Linked DNA regions of Rattus norvegicus: region 2 is linked to region 1. Evidence: chromatin contacts called from public Hi-C data. All regions are on one chromosome and are shown on one strand. Each heading gives the region's core, a stretch centred on a gene start, on an enhancer-like site or on the middle of the called end of the contact. The rest is flanking DNA. Distances are from core to core; before and after follow the strand shown.

The links. Hi-C and Micro-C count contacts between places; a contact is called where the count stands out from the background.
Region 2: a contact with region 1 is called in a Hi-C map of Schwann cells, with 2.1 times the contacts expected there. The contact joins the enhancer-like site here to the promoter of Npas3 in region 1. A contact is called at or near these places in 3 of 12 Hi-C or Micro-C datasets (Schwann cells, frontal cortex and prefrontal cortex) and 1 of 1 datasets of contacts at active chromatin or transcription factors (oligodendrocytes).

What each region holds. Positions count from the first base shown.
Region 1 is chr6:76,435,834-76,441,833 of GRCr8, reverse strand. Npas3 (neuronal PAS domain protein 3) reads right to left here and starts at 3,527. Exons shown (of 12, transcript NM_001427296.1): 1 at 3,209-3,527. The coding sequence starts at 3,366.
Region 2 is chr6:76,479,782-76,486,154 of GRCr8, reverse strand. The region is part of intron 1 of Npas3 (neuronal PAS domain protein 3); the gene reads right to left. Among named protein-coding and RNA genes, the nearest start is that of Npas3, 45 kb to the right of the region's middle. Within about 2 kb of position 4,369, at least 45 of the 93 cell types and tissues checked have an H3K27ac peak or open chromatin away from gene starts, as enhancers often do. A contact at or near this core is called in Schwann cells, where this site is marked.

The DNA.
Region 1 (6,000 bases), core at 2,278-4,777:
AAATAAAAGCGTGAGGTGATGAGTCTTGAGCTGACCCAGGCCAGCAGGCCCACTGCCCTGATCCTCTGAGCCGGGATGCAGGACCTACACCTTGTGACTCTGGCGCCCTCAGCCAGGAGCTCGAGCCAGAACATCTGCATTTTTCACGCCTGTACAGATATGCAGACCCTAGGGTTCATATAGGCCAATCCCCAAGCGCGGAGACGCAGTTACATACAAATGCCTTTGCAGAGCCAGGTCCCGGTTCCTGGGACGGGATTGCTGGCCTCTGGAATCTAGTCCAGTTACCTCCCCATTAAACTGCCATGGAGGCCTAGAGAAATGGCTACTCAGAGCCGAGCCTGATGGAATTCGGTTACCTGGGGAAACCCTGGGCAGAGAGCTTATCCACTATGACATTCTGCAGAATGGGGACAGCTCCTTTTGCAGACTAGGGCCAGTTCTGTATTAAGCAGGCAAGACAGACACCCAAGACAGTTCCGCTTTGAACAAATGGAAGAGTCTGGTGGGAAACAGCAGTCGTGAGCGAAGCTTTGCCTTCGCTTTACAGTTGGGGTGGGGGGCTCAATAGGTGTCTCCTTGTGTGTTACCCTTTCAGTTAAGTAGGGAGGGGATTCTAAACCGACACTAGAGCTGCAACATCTTCAAGCTTTTGAAGACTCTTTGGAGGAGTTAGTAGGCTCTACAGGTAGAAGAGAGAGAGGGATTGGGAAATGAATTGGAAAGGTGATGAGTGTTGCCTACAAGACAAATGGGGGCTAGCAAAGAAGAGGGAGAGCTAACCAATTGGAAGTTCTGGTTCCAGGAGACAGTTCAGGGCAATTCTGCCCGGAGGTGACAAATAAGAGAAGTTTGTGCTCTCTCTACAGGCAGGCCACTGCTTTGAAACCCACTCCTGTCACCCCTCATCAGATTCCCCCAAAAGTATCTTAAAGTCTTTAAACGTTATTTCACAATTCACTTTAGCAGAACGTCCAGGTCTCCAGGTGGAAATTAGTCTACCCCTCAGAGCCCTGAAGCCAGTCCTGAAGACTCCAGTGCTGGTGAACTGTGAAAGGAGACTCCTGGCTTAGACCTTACCTCCAACACCTGCCAAAAATCTTCTTGCCCAACTCTTCTGCCCCCAAATTAACTAAAATTAAAGACAGTAACAGGTGTCATGAGATCTGAGTGACAACACCGAAGAAAAGTGCATTTCACCACTATCATCTTACCTTGTCAGTATGAGAGAACATTTAAAGCAAAGGCAGGCATAATTCACTCCAAAGGAGAAAGTTTAGAGGTTTTGGGTGTTTTTTTTTCCTAACCCCTGTCTTTAGAAAAGCAGTGGGTTATGATTTACCAATGTCCTGAATCCCAAAAGGAAATGTTAAAGGGAAGTGTTGAGGCAGGTGCTGGGGGGGGGGGGTTGGGGTGACTGCCCCTGGATGTTCCTAAACCCCAAGATCATCTTTTTCTGAAGCACAATGCCAATGTTGAGGAGGGAAAAAAAGAAAAGAAAAAAAAAGCCCTAAGAGCGGGAGATTCATGACAGCTCCTTATGCCCAATTTACATCTTATGGGTCAGCTTAAGTTCCTGGAGGTCCCTGGAATTGTCCAAAGGCCATGTGACATGTCTGACCCTTGAATCTCTTCCTCACAGACCACACTACTGTCACTATTGCCTACACTTCCTAGTTAAAATGACCGCCAGATTCTGTTGTTATTTAAATGTTTTATAAAAGACAAAAAAAAAAAAAAACCCATACCTGAACCATAAAAAGGGAAAACTGAATTCTTTACTGCTGTTCTGCCTTTGAAAGATGCCCAGATCTTTTTTTGTTAAAGGTTCCTTGTAATCGCTTAAGTAAAACATGAGTAAAATAATTTAATAATAAAAAAATCTCTGACAAAGATTAGCCAGCCCCCTTTAGAGTTATTTCCACGACTTCTTTTTAAAACTTTTGTCAAGAAGCAGAGCATGTAATGAAGTCTTCTACAGAATATTTGCAATTACATGAACTTGGAAAATACTGTGTTAGGCAAAATCTGGTCACTGGGCCATTGGTTAGAAGGCACAAAATATAGCAATGACAGATTACTGTAACCTTTGCAGTTTAAGTACTATTGTTTCAAACCAAAGACTCTCAAATCAATGAAGTTTAAAAGATGAGGTAAAATGGGAATTTGAATTATGCATTATGTATATTTTAAGTTAAATGCCATTGGCAAATCTCTCAGATGTTTAATCGTGTACAATCTGGGAAACACAAATATTTAATTTCACACTCTCGTGTGCTCTTTTTTCTTCCATCTACCATAAAATTGAGCCTCGTGAATGGAGAGTTTACCTTTTTGATTACATTGTTAGTTTTTCTCATAGCGATTTTGTGGATCACATTTTCAATAAAATCTTAGAACATCGAAAGTTGTTCTTAAAGGGAAAACTTTAAGGTTAGAAAGCTGATAGTGGTAGATTTCTCTTCATTTCCTATCTCAATCAAAGGGTGCTCAGTGTTTTAATGACAATTATCTTGAATCTAGAGAATATCTTTAGAAAAATACAAGCAAATGCTGTATTAAAACTTCCTTCTCACCACCAAGCCTAACTTTTGTAAAATTTGCTTCCTAACTTGGATCTCAGAATCTCATCCATTTGCATTACAATGCGTTTAAGATAGTTAGCAGCGCCTAAGAGATTCAGATTGCACATTGTATTTCCCTGTAGTAACAGGTGACACGATCTCACTATTAGGTAGAAACGCAAGTCTATCGCTGCACATGAAAATAGTTTCTATCCTGTTTGAAAACAAATGATCAATCAGCCTCCGAGATGATCAATTGCTCCCTTGGCTGTCCGTCAGCGCGGATTCGCACCCGCGGAGGCATTGAGAACATTTTGCTGGAAGGGGACAGGAAGCCCAAACTTTGCAAAAGCATCTCCTGCAGCGTCTCAGACTTGACTGGAACTCTCTGGCTACTCCGGGCTGAGGCTCAACGTTCGGGGCCTGGCAGAGGGCAAAGGATGACTTCACTTCGCCAGTGCACTAGAGTGCTTTTCAATTCGGATTGTGTATCCTCCCCCACCCCTCCTTCTATAGCACAGGGGCAGGCAAAGTAAGCCCTGACGAGGTGCATGTGTGTTGTAAGGCACAAAACAAGAGCAAAGTGAGTCCCACCCCAGTACCCGAGGCGGGGATACTATCCCAGCTCGGGCGGGACTACTCACCGCTGCTGGTAGGAGGTGATGCCCTGGACGTTCTGCGGGGTGCCGTTGGCCGCGGCGCCGGCCCTCCCCATGCCCGCACCGGCCGGTACCCCAGCGGCTGCCCCGCCGGCCGCCGCGGCCGTCACCTGCACGCTGAAATCCGGAAAGATTCGGATCATCGCCGCGGCTTGGAGCCCCAGGCGCGTCTGCTCTGGGCTCGGACTGGCGGGGTCTCGGGCTCGGGTTCGGGCGGCGGCGGCAGCAGCGGCGCGAGCGGCGGCGGCAGCAGCGGAGCCAGGCACCAGCCTGCAATCCCATTAGTGAGCCGCGGCCACTGTGCGCGGCGGAGAGGCGCTTTGATGTGCGCGCAGCGGGCTGAGGTGGGGGGGTGGTGGCGAGGAGGAGGTGCGGGGGGGGGTGTGTGCGAGGGACTTGCAAACAGCAAAACGTGTCAGGGTGGGGCCTTTTCTCCCTTTTGGGGGGCACTGTTGCTCCCCCCTCTTTCCAGGATGTTGCTTTCACTGGCTGCTCTAGCAGCGCCGCGCGAGCCCAGCTGAGAGAAGAAGGGGAGGGGGTGGAGGAGGAAGGATGCACCGGGAAGCTTGGCGAGCACTTGGCCGGTGCAGGGGAATAACGGGCAGTGGAGGGTGCATTTTTCCCTCCCTCTTCTGCACACACACACACACACACACACACACACACACACACACACACACAGCACTTCCGACACAAAGTGCAAGACTGTGGTGCGCTCTTTCTCCTTTCTCTGGAGGAATAACCACCATCCGGGCTGGCTCCAGCCTTCCGAGGCTGCCAGAAACCAGGATCCCAGCCCGCGGGTGTAGGAATGGGGCGCCAGAGCCTCCCGTTTCAGCCTGGACCCCTCTTTGACACCATTCTCCACATTAAGCAGAGCAAGTGTGGCCAAGCGCAAGTTGGGTTCCTGGAGAACTTGATACTTATCTAGGAGAGGTGGTTTGCAAAGGCGACGGAGTAGTGGGGGGGGGGGGCGACTGGCGCTTTTGTACAATGGAGAGTTTGGGCGGCTTAAAAGAAAGGGCTCTTCCCGCTCCTGGTGAGCGGAAGAGTTAGTCTTGGGAAACTTGTGAGGTGGGGTCTCGGTCCAGCTAGATCCTAGTTTGCACTAGTGATCCACCTCTTAACGCCCCCCTTTGACCGAGGGAAACGAATAAATCAGTAGCCACAATTGAAACGAACTCTGCGAATTCCAACCACCAAGGAAACAAAAAGAGAAAACACGTGCATTTATTTCCTCGCGCCTTCCAGTTACTTCACATTGTTAAGACCGCCTTTCATTAGGGGGGCGAAGAGGGATCCTAGCCGTTTGGATGCGTTTTTCTAGTGAGACTTGCACTGAGCTAGGGTGGGGGGCGTGGGAGTTGGTCGTTTTTCCCCATCCCTCCCCAGGACACGGGTTGCCCACTTTCTCCCCTGTCTTCTGGCTAGTGAGCCGGAGCGGAGATGCGAGATGCCGGCGGATGCAGCCCTTGAGGGACGCGGGGCTCAGGCTCTGCTAGTGTCCTGCACTCAAAGCCCCTGACCAGCTTAGCTGCTGCTGCTGCTGCTGCTGCTGCTGCTGCTGCTGCTGCTGCTGCTGCTGCTGCTGCTGCTGCTGCGCGGTGGTGGTGGTGGTGGTGGGGTGGTGGTGGTGGTGGTGGTGGTGGTGGTGGTGGTGGTGGTGGTGGTGGTGGTGGTGGTTTCCCATTCTGGTACTCTCCTTCCCACCCCACACAAGTCAGGGAGCCCAGCACTACAGCTGAAGGTTTAGGGCAATCGCCTACCCTCCAAACAAACCCAAGTTAACTGTGACCACCACGCTGCCCTGACCCAGGGCCAATCAGGCTTCTCCCGGCCGGGCACCTGCTTAACCCTTTGAGCCTGGGAAGCAGTCGGTCACCATGATCCAGCGAAACAAGACCCATTGGCCTGAAGTTGCTGAGGCGTAGAGTGACAGACTCCTCAGCAGGACAACTCGGCACAGGATCTAGGAGCCAGATGCCCGCCCTGCAGCAGCCCCATGCTATCCCTCCCACCCTGATGATTCTGGAAACTAGAGGAGCTGGACAAAGGCGAGTCCTCGCCAGGCCCCATCCCGCTCCTGCCAGGGCAACCTCTGGGCGTCCCCAACACAAGTGGCTTTTGGGAGGATCCTCCGCGCCCAGCAGTCACAGGGAGACTGGGGGTGGGGGGAGCCTTGGCTCTCACTGGCCGAGCCCACGGCGCAGCTGCGTTTCCATTTTCCTCTCAAAGAAAATGCTTTGGACGGCAGATAATACCAGGAGATATGAAACTGCTTCGTCCCCCACATGTTGCACGTAAAAAGAATTGTAATGAGCATCTGTGGCTTGTGTGAAGGAGCCCACGAGTTTGTTGAAGACAGAACCAAGGTCCTGACTTCCAGCTTCCGGGTCATTTTCAAGCAGAAGGACTAGACATTAAACGCATTACCTAACTGCTTAGACCCTGGTTGAGAGCCCGGTGCAGGGCAGGGCTGGTGGAAGCCAGCCTCATAAGGACCCCTGCAGAGGGACCTAAGCCCAAAGCTCTGGCCTCCTTACCTTTGGACTAGATCTGAAGGAATCTCAGATACTAGCCCTTTGCTCTGTTCAGGTTTTCTAAGGAGACAGAGACTTCATGCCCATTCTGTAGAGGGCAGGGATGTCTTAGAGCCTTTCTGCCCGGGTTAAGGTCAGCAATGCTGTAACCAAAGGAAAGTCAGTGAAAGACTAAGGAATGAGGTTAAAACTGAATTCCTCAGCAAGCAATGGCTTCCCATACCACAGCATCTGTCT
Region 2 (6,373 bases), core at 3,120-5,619, 43 kb before region 1:
TTTCCAAATAAGTTAATGCGGCTCCGCTGGACTCTTAGAATTGATTAGCGGGAGTGCCGCTTTCCCTCACCACCCTCGCTGCCTGCTGCTGCGGTGTCTTTGAAACAGTACAAGGCTACCAGTGCGAGTGTCTGTTCTAGTAAGGAAAGAGTTAAAACTAGGAATATAATTTTTCAGCACTCACTGGAGGATTAATCCCTGGGATTAAAATACGGAGTATTTACATGAGGTACTGGCTCTTAAGCCCTGTTTATATCCCTGTGATGGTGGTGGAGGGCACACGGAGGGGGAATCCTTCCCTCAGGCTCCTCACATAATAAGGACGGCACATGTCCCTCAGATCAGTGGACAGGAACTTCCCACTTCTCCATTTATTCAGATCACTCAAAGCAGTCTGGGCTGTAAGGCTACCCCGTACATTCGGGGTACACAGTACTGTTCAGGGTTTGTCATACATACTCTCTGGGTCTCACAGTTAGGTGCTCATCCATTACCTGGGTAGTAGGAGTGTATCTAAGTCGGCTACTCAGCCCACCCAACCCAGAAGTGTGATGTCAGAACTCACAGCGCAGATCTGTCTCTCTTGGATAGACTTGCCTTAACCTCCTTCATGAGGCTTTGTCTGTTTACGGTGAGAAGTCCAGGCACACAGACGGGAACACTTGTCTTAGGCATTCCCAGGCATTCTCTTCCAACTTGGAGATCTGGGATTTGGCTCTGAAGGTGCCTAGTGAATGTGAAGTGGGAGTAGGCTAGCCGCAGAGCCTGGTCTTCTAGCTGGGCAGTAAGAACGGCATTCCCAAAGCTGGCTACTTATGGCCGATCCTCCCCGAGTCACGCACAGAGGGGCAGTGCAGCCTCTGTCTTGGTTGTTTTCACGTTCTAGATCATTCTTACAGTTAAGGGATCTCTTTGTGCCATATGTTCAGAAACCGTTCTGTTTCTATCAGATACTTACCTCAGCTCTGATATGCTACTGTCACAGTAGAATTGTCAAAGCAAATCTAATCTCCACATGCCACTCTTTAGTCCCAGGTACTGCCAGTGTCTAGAGCTGAAGTCATGGAGATAACTGGTGATGGCTGGCTCTCTGCCTGCCCCTGGCCTCAGAACCACCACCACACGGGGCCTGACATAGAGCCTGTGGCAGATACACTGTTATAGCAACAATGGCTTTAGAAGTACTCGATGGGAGAAAGCAGGGGCCCTAAGAGGTATAGCATCCATGTTTGCCGAGCCACATCAAGGCACAAACTGGTTAAAACTTCAGACACAGAAAAATAAATGTTATATATAAACTGACAACTTAGAAGACAACACATGAAGCCATGGTTATGCTCAGGATGAAGCAAGAGTCCAAAACCTTATATAACTGGAGATGCTGATCAAATACAGAGGTCAGGCTGTGTGTTTGTTAAAGTGAATTACGATGCTTCGAGACCTGTTGCATTTATACATATAGGTGTCTCCCTAGTAAGGTAGAAATATTCCATAGGCCCTAATAGAACCAGAGCTTATGTGAAAGACAGGGAAATTCCACACAGTACCTCTAGCCATACATCCCCAGGCCAATGAATCACATGAGCTGCCGCTGTCACTCTGCCCATTTGTCTGTCTTCACTTGGCCCTCCCACATTTAGGCAGGGAGATCCCAGAAGTGCAGTGCCTCACATAGTTATCTGCAACCCCTAGGCACCAGCTCAGTGTGTGTTACACATCAGGTGCTCGATCAGTGCATGCAAATGACTGCATGATAGGGAACCAGGGAGTAGTTAACTACAGGGAAATACAGCTTGAAAGGCCTTCTTGAGGAGTCCGAATGTGGATTTTGACAGATTAGAACACAGAGAACTTTTACATAACAGGAGTTCAAGGACAGCAAGGGCAACAGAAGGGCGCATATCCGCTCCATTGTGCTTCCCTGCTGGTTGGTGACATCTCACAATGATGACACACCACTGTCTGTAACCTCCAGAGTCCTCGTAGGAAAAGCACCACACATATACAAATGTCACCAGTCTCCTCAGACAGTAACAAACCAGCTAAAAGTCCATATCCTCAACGTGTCTGTGGGTTGGTACAGCCCCTCTGTATCAATTACAATCCTTACCTCAAAGAGTCTATTTCTAAACCAGTATCATATACCAGAATGAATTAGAGTTCATAATTTAACATTAAAGAAACATGAGTGTTCTTTTGAGAAGTGGAAAAATCCAGTCGTAAAGAGTGAGGGGAAAAAATCATCTTTGCAGTTACATTTCTACCTGGTTACGTTCAATAAGGAAGGCTTCGTTCTGATGACCGAAGTATCACATGCTAAGAGAAACCACATGATGCCTAAATGCTCTATAATATACCTACAAAACTTGCAAATACGTGTAGAAGGAATAACGTGTATAAAAACCTGTCGGAAGGCGAAGAGAACTAAGGAATAACCCTCTGCAAGCTGCAGGTCAAAGGGAAAATGTATCAGGGAACGTCGCTAAGGTGTCCCTTTACCCTCTACCCTGACAAGTTCTTCCATTTGGCTCTAATGTCAGAAAAGGTATGTCCAGGTCCCCTGTACAAAAGCATCTGTGGGCACACCCCCAAGTCTCCTGCCCAGCCTACTGTCTTCATATTACTTCTAAATAGCCCATGTCCTGAAAGTAGATCTAAACATCACATGAAGGTTGACTTTTGTCAGCTTTCATCAATTCCAAGGCTTCCAGGTCACCTTATGTGAGCAAACTCTTCCTTCTCACCAGTTTGCCTCTCCAATTCAGGAGCAGCATCCCTGTGAACTGCCACAGGACAGAATCAAGTCACATGTTTGCCTCACCCACGCTCAGCCTATGAGGACCAGCCATCACCCACACTCAGCCTATGAGAGCCAGGCATCACCCACACTCAGCCTATGAGAGCCAGCCATCACCCACGCTCAGCCTATGAGAGCCAGCCATCACCCACGCTCAGCCTATGAGAGCCAGCCATCACCCACGCTCAGCCTATGAGAGCCAGCCATCACCCACGCTCAGCTCTCATCCACGCTCAGTCTTCGAGTGCCAGTCATCACTCTTGCTTTCTTTTCCTTAACATTTAATGTTTTTCCTTCCTATGTGAGAGGAAATCCTTTGATCCCTTCAGACTGTCTTTGGTACACATGGCTTTACCAAAATGATTAGTTTCTCAAGTCACAATTTAATAGAATCTAGCAGTAGACAGTTCCTATAACTCTTACGTATTACATATATTGGCAATAAATCACCAAACGAAAGATGTCTCACATCTGATTTCTGATTTGAATTGTTTATATATTGACATCTTAATGTATTTCGTTGAACTTGTACTTGTTAAAGTTTTTTTTTTTCAAGAATTCCCATTTTCTTCTGCTGATATAGAATTAAGTGTGGAGACTAATAGCAATAACTAACTGTAACTGGATACTCACAGTTAAAAAATAAAAATAAATATTTTATGCATGTGTTGAACTTTGGTCAATCTGTTTATGTGCTATTCTAATACAGGAAATGCTATGGAATGTTCCAAACTAAGTCCTGGTAAGACCTAAGAATAAAGAGCAATTAAACATATTTTATGTTTTCTCACTGAATATGAGTCATATAAGTCCACAAAATTTAGCTCTCAAAAAAAAAATTCAAAGATTTAGTACTTACATGTACAACTGAAACATCTATAATGTTTTCAAATTTTAAAATTCTGTACTATATCCTACTGTGGTTATGACCATCAATTATTAGCACATGTCTTATGCAGAGCACAGTACATTTTTCTGTTTCAGGGGAGGAGAAGTATGTAATATTAACGTAAAAAATTCTCATTTTGGCACGCCTCTAACAAGAGTGCCTATAAAGGCCTGTCTGCGCTTACTCCTACTCTCAGGGATCATCCAAAATTTTTAAATCTACCCTGGAAAATGTAACATTTTGTTAAGCAGCTGATGCTTTACACACGCTGGACCAGGCTGAGCATTCCTTCGTCCTGATGTCATGGGCCAGCATTTGTCTCAGAAGACATCTTTTGTAATTTCAACCAAAAGGCAAAAGAAACCAGAGCTGTGAACAGACAGAGGGAGCGCGGAGGAAAGCTACTTAGAACAATTCACTCAAAGGCGTTCTGACACAAACCTGTATATTTTTAGTCACTAAACATGCACACCCGAACATAAAGCCTTCCGACTTTTATAAAGTATTGTGTGTATTTTTCAGACTGTTGGTTTTTTAAATACTCTCTGCTTTATGGTAATGTGTCACAGGGAAGTTAGCTATAGTTTCATGAAAGACGTTTTCATCCCTGACTGGCATCTTCTCAATAGCTGGGGCCCAGGCACACCGCTCTCTTCCCGGCAAGGCCCTGTGCGCGGAGAACAGTGCCGCATTCATAACTTACTCTCAGCCCCGCGGGGCAGTGCACAGAAAAGCTTCTCTAGCCTAATGGGTTACATCACTGCAAAGTCTTCCACTTGGCCTAGGTGAAAACATGAATGCATGCCCCATTCATTTCTCCACCTTTAAAAAAAATCGAGTAAAATCATATCCACTCTGTAGTGAAAGACCTGCATTCCCACAGGCCGGCCGGAAAAAAAAAATGCCGGACCCTGCTCTTGATCCTTGGCTGCGCTACCCCAAACTCGGTGAGCCCATTACTCAGGCGTCCCTTCGGAACGATCGTTCCAACCTGTGCCTCCACCAAATAACACATCAAATTCATTTATGAATTGATTACTGTTAGTATCGCCTTTAGATTTAGGTCACACTTTAAAAATATACTGACATGCAGTCATGGAACCGAAACCCTCCCTCCCCACTGACCTCAGCACCATAAACCAGTGCAAACAGACGGCTCCCCGCGTCCTGGCTCCACGGCTTCCTGACGGTCAGAGCAAATCAGCCCCGTCCAACACTTTTCTGAACGTGCCAAATATCTGTGATTCCTTGCAAGGTAGGCACCCAGTAGTCTAGCCAAAATATTTTATATTGAACAGAACACATTCCCCTTTCTCCTTATTAGCATATGTCTTTCTTAGCTGAACCAGAGTTCAGGCTTCAAAACATTACTACCATTTTCCTAAAACATAAGCTTAAGTGCGGACATGGTTACACTTGCGGGGAAGAAAGCCCGTTGCTCTTCTGCTCTTCTGCAAATCATACAAATGCAACTGAGCGGAGTCAAGCCAGAGTCCTACCAGTGTCTTCAAAAGTGATGTCCCCAAACTACCATGACAGGGCAGCAATCTGAAAGGGCCTGGCCTCTACAGAGTTCAGAACCCCTAGTGGATTCCATGTCCACTCAGGTAGCTGTGACAATGTCCATTCTATGCCCTCTCTGAATGACAGGGGAACCCACGTCAATCACGAAGCATCGTGGACTTTCTGACTGGTGCCTCACTCACAGACTTCTCTACCCTTGATCATGTCGGTCCACACTCACTCACCAAACATGCCATGACAGGACCATAAAGCTTCTGTAGATCATTCCCATGCATTATGGAGACTTGGCTGTTGACATCCAGGCCCCTTCTCTGAAACCTGAGTACCCTTGCAAAACGCACATAGGCTGACTGCCTGTCCTCCTCTGAGCCCTTGAGACTGATCCCAGCCTCTGATTCCTTTCTTCTTCCATGGCATGCCCTCTCCCTGGAGTTTAGTCCCATTTTATTTGCTCAATATATATAATCCTCAATGGACATATGTAGACACAAGCAAATAAATTAAAAAAACTTCCTTAGAAAGCCTTCACCGAAATAATCCCAAAAGAAAGTCAAGTCTGAAGGAAGTCAAAAGTCTAAAAGAAGATTTGTTTCCCAGACAAAGTGTGTATCTTTGGCATTAGATAAATGCTACAGGAAACACTGAAAAGTTACGATTTGCATAGGAACAGCTAAGGTGGCAGGCAAGGCAGTCTCCTCACTGTGGTACTTGTGTTACGTGGCTGTCTCTCATAGGTTACTGACTAGAAAGAAAAGCCCAATAGGTTCTGCAATGCACTGCTGTGCTTACTCAAACCTGACCTAAACTCCACAAGAATAAGGCAGAGATCATGGAGACCTCTGTTGCCAAGTCCACCACTAAGAAGAGTTGCCTTTCCTTGCTATCTTCTTCTTCGCCAGCTTGTCCTTTAGCTGACGTGAGCATACCTTGCTAAAACAATATATTCAGACATGCAATGCCATATGGCCCCCTGAAATTCCTAGCGATAATCATTACCATAATTTAAAGAACTCCCATTAAGAGGAAATCGACATAAATTGGTCCTCAAATTATTTACATCCTTCTGCGCATTATAGCCTGGACTTAGGAGGCCTACAAGGTTAACATCAAATCAGAGAAATCCCTCCATGCAGCCATTTTCAGCAATCGGATCCTCAGCTTCA